Regions from separate parts of the Hordeum vulgare genome. Here region 1 is linked to region 2. The links are chromatin contacts, called in public Hi-C maps. All regions are on one chromosome and are shown on one strand. Each heading gives the region's core, a stretch centred on a gene start, on an enhancer-like site or on the middle of the called end of the contact. The rest is flanking DNA. Distances are from core to core; before and after follow the strand shown. Region 1 holds the start of LOC123402752 (E3 ubiquitin-protein ligase WAV3-like). Region 2 holds the start of LOC123401310 (two-component response regulator-like PRR1).

What was found. A called contact is a pair of places that touch in the nucleus more often than the background predicts.
Region 1: a contact with region 2 is called in a Hi-C map of leaf, with 3 times the contacts expected there. The contact joins the promoter of LOC123402752 here to the promoter of LOC123401310 in region 2. A contact is called at or near these places in 2 of 6 Hi-C or Micro-C datasets (leaf and seedling).

The regions. Positions count from the first base shown.
Region 1 is chr6H:368,562,487-368,565,186 of MorexV3_pseudomolecules_assembly, reverse strand. LOC123402752 (E3 ubiquitin-protein ligase WAV3-like) reads left to right here and starts at 1,346. Exons shown (of 2, transcript XM_045096705.1): 1 at 1,346-1,937. The coding sequence starts at 1,695.
Region 2 is chr6H:368,099,395-368,102,094 of MorexV3_pseudomolecules_assembly, reverse strand. It overlaps LOC123401310 (two-component response regulator-like PRR1), which reads right to left and starts at 1,267. Exons shown (of 6, transcript XM_045095084.1): 1 at 705-1,267; 2 at 381-542; 3 at 161-294; 4 at 1-32. The coding sequence starts at 873.

The sequences.
Region 1 (2,700 bases), core at 97-2,596, 460 kb before region 2:
TAAAACTAGTCTCTTTAAGAGGCTAAAGTTCCAAGCACCCTTGACTAAAGAGAGGCTAAAACTAGTCTTGAGGCTAAAATCTTTTAGTCAGGGGTACCCCTACTAAAATGTGCATTAGTCCTCTCTCTCTTCATTTAACTCCTCATGCAAGTTCTGGATTGGAGGGTTTGGAGGATAATAAATACTCATTAACTGATTTTAGTCTCTTTAGTACTTGAATCCAAGCATCGGTGAGGCTAGCAAGTTTTAGTCTCATTACTTTTAGTCATGGGACTAAAACGTATCCAAGCACCCTCTTAGTCTCTGGAAACAAACGGGTAGGGACTAGGGACTTTTAAGTCTCCCCTAATAATAAAGCACGCATCGCTTCTGTCGTCCGTCGTCGGTCATTTTGCAGAAAAGCCCTCGCAGTTTCAGTTAATTAACCCACAGTCCAACTTTAAGTCAGAACGAACCGTTTTCTGTCGTTTTGCAAAAAAATCCTCACAGTTTTAGATAATCAACCCGCGGTCCATCTTTTAGTTAGAGCCGAACCGTTTTTTTGCATTTTATAGAAAACTCCCTGATGTTTCAGGTAATCAACCCGCCGTCCCTATTTAAGTCAGCCGAAACGTTTTTTTGTTTTAACAAAAAAACCCTGACTTTTTAGTTAATCAATCAATATTTTATCTAAAACAAAATTATCCATATCTTTTAAACCGTAACTCCGATTTTAACATGTTATATATGAAATTTGATTGAAAAAATGTATAGAATCTAAACAGAATGTTATTTTTAGCTGTTGAATACTTATTAAATATTATTTTTGGTGCAAACTTAATCTGTAGTGCACACTCTTTTTTTTCTCTCTTTACGACGACCATACGAATTGCAATAAATATCCATTAAATTAAAATCAAATTGAGAGGAAAGAAACATCGTTAACCACACATGCACACCTTTGGAAAATCTCATGGGGAGAAACAACATATTTCTCATCTTATTTCGAGTGATTGTACATTCAAACGCGTTTTCGTTGTGTGAGCACTAAGGTCATCGTCGACAACACAAATGTGACGCCATGCGAAAATATATTATGTTCAAAGCATGTGTTATTTTCTCTTCCGTTGCAACGCACGGAATTTTTGCCAGTTGAAACTAAAAAAAAAAGTTCCGGAACTTGTGAAATAAAGAGGGCCTTAATAGGTACGAGACAACTGGTCTGACGTGTGTGCATACACCATGAAGGTACTACTAGTAGTGAGATTTGACATTTCATCCATCCATGAAGGTACGTATCCCGCCCGCCCACAGCCACAAGCTTCACTGCGATTTATGGCGCCCACCAACCGGCGACCGAACCAGCCAAAGCCTTGGCAGCACCAATTTCTCGTTTCTCCCACCATAGTCAAAACGCCGCCCCCTCTCCACCATCCTCCTGTGCGCCGCTTGCCAGCCTGCCTGGCTGTCTCTCTGTCGCCCTGTCTCTCTCGCCGCAGAGGTCAAACCAAAAGCAGGCAGCACGCACACCACCGCTCCCCTCCCCTCGCTCTCCAATGGCGGCTCCCTCCCTCCTTCAAAACCACCGCCCCTTCCTCTCCTCCTAGTACCCCTACCAGTCAGAGGGAAGAAGAGGCGGGTGTCACGTATACTACGTAGTACACAAGCGTTTTGTGTGAGGTCCCAGGGGGCGAATCTGCCGGGTGTCGGCGCTCATGGAGGGGATGTGGAGGAAGGCCAAGAGGGCGATGGGCATTGGCCTCTGCGCGCACCTCCCCGCCGTCGCCGGCGACCGGGAGGACTGCGCCAGCGAGCGCCGCGCGTCCGACGCCTTCTCCCAGGACTCGGCGGCGCTGGCGGCGGCGGCGGCGCACGCGTCCGCGCCCAATACGCCGGCGCAGGCGGAGGCAGCCGGTGCGCTGCTCCGCAGGTCCAAGTCGGGAGCCAAGTCCTCCAAGGTGAGCCCTTTCTCCCACATCCCTCCTTCTGCCCGGCCATTGCGTTAAGATTTGTCCTTGGTTTGCGTGCGGGCTACTCGGACATACTACAGTACTACGCTAGATGTGAAATGCCGCGGTCACCACAGGCTTCCCCTACAAGTGGTTGAGTCCAGGTGTTGGTTGGAGCAATGTGGTTTCACCAGTGGAAGATTTAGGTCCAGATGTCGTTCTTCTTGCCGGCAATTTTTGGTTGGAGTGATGGCAGTTCCGTTTTGGTCTATCTTGATTTGCGTCTAGCAACAGTTTTGTATGCATCTGACTTTTTTAATTGGGAGCATCATGTTTTGTCTCAGAACTCCACCTGTACTAGTAATTAGATTTGCCATTTCATTTTGCTTTTATTGTTTTCTTTTTCTGTCCCCGGAGGAAGACGAGTCGGCAGATTCTCACAAAAAAGTTTCATTTGCATATTTGATGATTTTGTCAATCTATTTCTTTTTAACATTGCTCCAAGGGAATATCCCAATTTTGTTTGCACATGCCCATTGACAAAATAATGCTAGTCTGTTTGTGCCATATTCTACACCACCATAATTTTTCATATCCTGTCGCTCTCTTCTTCACTACATATAGGTAGATTTCTAACATAGTTGCAATTTTTTTGGTATCGACTTACGGTCAATTCCACTTGCTCTTTTTTCTGTGGGATAAACGTAGCTTAACGTAAGCTTCATTTCAATCGTCTCTACTTGTTCCTGCCCGAAAGGGAAAGTTGGCCTCT
Region 2 (2,700 bases), core at 18-2,517:
TCAATGAAGAAGTTTTTCTCGGCCAAACCAAGCTGCCAACAGCAATATTCAGTTCAAGAACAATTCATAAACAGTAGAGCAACGACCACATGCATACCAGCTTAGAGCATTCTTTTATTTAACACTACCAGCGAAGGTGAAAAAACAAATTGCCATTTACCATCCGTCTCCTTCGCCACACATGGGTCCACAGATTCAAGAGCTCATTCATGCGAAGCGGCTTGACCAGGTACTCGGCTGCCCCGAGCCGCAAGCACTTGACAACAACAGAAACCTCGTCTCTATTGGACATCACTGCGTAATTGCATCCGTACGAATATCATCAATACAAGCATGGCACAGGAATTGGACAGAATTATGGGAACTGGAAGACAGCTTACTGATGATGGGGATGTGACGCAGCTCCTTGTTCCTGCCAATGTACTTGAGCATCTTGAAGCACTTGGAGACTGGCAGGTCGACCTCGGCGAGGATGATGTCTATCTCAGCGCCCTCGCAGTTGAGCACGTTGATCACCTGCCGTGGAGACTTGGCGCAGGTCACTGAAAAAGAAGGTAGCAATACCACCACCACCGAGCACCAGATACGTCAATAGAAGAGATTCAGAGAACATGGTGATACTAGTTGCATCGGTAATAATAATACTCGTCATGATTAACAAGCAAGCATGAAACACATGGTTAACAAGCCTCAGGTGAACTGACCTTGGTAGGAGCAGTTACAGAGGAGGCGAAGCACATCCTGTGAGCTGTCGGGGTCGCTGTCACAGAGGAGGATCCTCACCTTGCTCCGGTCAACGAACGGCTGCCCTGCCCCTGCCCCCACCCCGGCGCCGCTGCCGCCAGCGCGGCCCCCCTCGCCGGCGCCCACCATACCCAAGCCCAGCAAGTCACCTGTGCGCGCGCAATCACCAGAGACTCCCCACGGGCGCGTCCGAATCAGCAGAGCCCGCAGCCGGAGAAGTAGACGCAGGAGGACGAGGCGGCGGCTGTTGGATCTGCGGACGCCTCCTCCTCCATGTATGCGGCCACTGGCACCCCCCCAATCAACCCGGCTCCCGGCGAGCTCCCGCGGCCGGAGGAGGACGATGGGTTGCGGCCGGTCGGCAGTGAACCTGTGCTAGGAACGGCGGCCGCGCCCGGCGGCGGCTGCCTCCGCCCGTCGCAGTCCGGCCCGCTCCATTGTCTGGTGGTATGGTAAACTATTCGGGGGCGGTGGCTGGTCTGCGACGGTGGGACGTCCACTCCTTGAGATATTTCCGTCGCCTTTTTTCCTCGCTTTCCACTATGGGTGGGGCCCGCCCGGCTCCGCAGGGGGGAAGGCCAACCTAACCTAGCCGCTCGGCTGGTCACGGCTCGGGGCTGAGCCGGGAGCCGTGCAGCGCGCGCGATCTCGGCCGCCCGCGGTGGGCCGCGTGTCGCGTCGTGGAGACACGAGCGGCCGCCCTGAGAGCGACGGCGGCTGTGGCTCGAGCCTCCGGTGAGAGCGAGCCGCTTGGTCCTCCTAGTGGAGTGCGTGGACTAACCAACCGATAAATATCTTAATCGGATGGATTAGGGGCCGTATGCGTGCTGAGCCAGCGAAAATGGGAGCTGAAAATGTGACCCGCCGTCGCGCACATCTCCTCCCGGAGCGCCCATACCTGCTCGCCCCGACCACGTGAGGCGGCCTCCCGTCCCTCCGTTTCGGATCATACGGCCTCGTAGTCGTAGTGGTCGCGTGCCGACATGCTTCGCCTGCCTCGGGCTCGTAGGATACATGCTGGAGTACTACGAACGTTATGGGCACGCACGCGCTGCATCCGCATGGTCCGTATCGTATGCCCACGATGCGTCGCTGTGGCCCAGAGGTGGCCCGCTTCATCAAGCAAACCAACGGCCCGACACCATCCAAGACAAGGCCCTCGCGAGGGGCCAAGCCTCGTGAAGAGGAGCAACATCGATACCTGTAGGGGGCCTCCTCAGGACCCCTCCGGAGCGGTGGATATTCCGAGGCAAGGCTCGGCCTGAGGAGTCAAGGATGCCGCAGAGGAAGGACGGGCGAGTAATGACTCGGGGGTAGGGTCAATCGCGAGGCCAACGCGTCCTCGCGACCTCCGAGATACACCACATCGTGACACTCTCACGTAATAACGAGCCGAGGCTGTATACGCCCAGGGGCCCCCGGGACGCGGAGGGGTCCACCCCACGCCTAGTGACAGCCCTACGCTCTGCGCTGGGGAGAAGACGGATGCAATCAACACAGTCCACCAATGACTAAGCCAACAGTTGGCCAAGAGATCAACACAGTCCGTCAATGACCAGGCCAGCAGCACGCCAGGAAATCAACCCAGTCCACCTACGACTACGCCCACGCCAAGTGCGGGGGACACAGAACTGGAGGTACGGAGCCCCTCGTACGTCAAGGGGGACCCCTGAGCATCGCGACTCAGGGGCCTAACTGCGCCCGTAGCCCCTTCCCCCTTTTGGGCCGTCCTTGGTTTCCTGTCGGTCCAATCGCGGGGAGGTACGCGCAGGGCGGGCCCTGTCGACGTAGAGCCTAGTGCGCTCGACAAGCCACTTCAAATCTCTCAGGGAGAACGCTGGAGTCACTCATACATCAAGGGGGACTCCTGAGCATCGCGACTCAGGAGCCTTAACTGCGCCCGTAGCCCCTCCCCCCTTTGGACCGTCCTTGGTTTCCGGTCGGTCCAATCGCGGG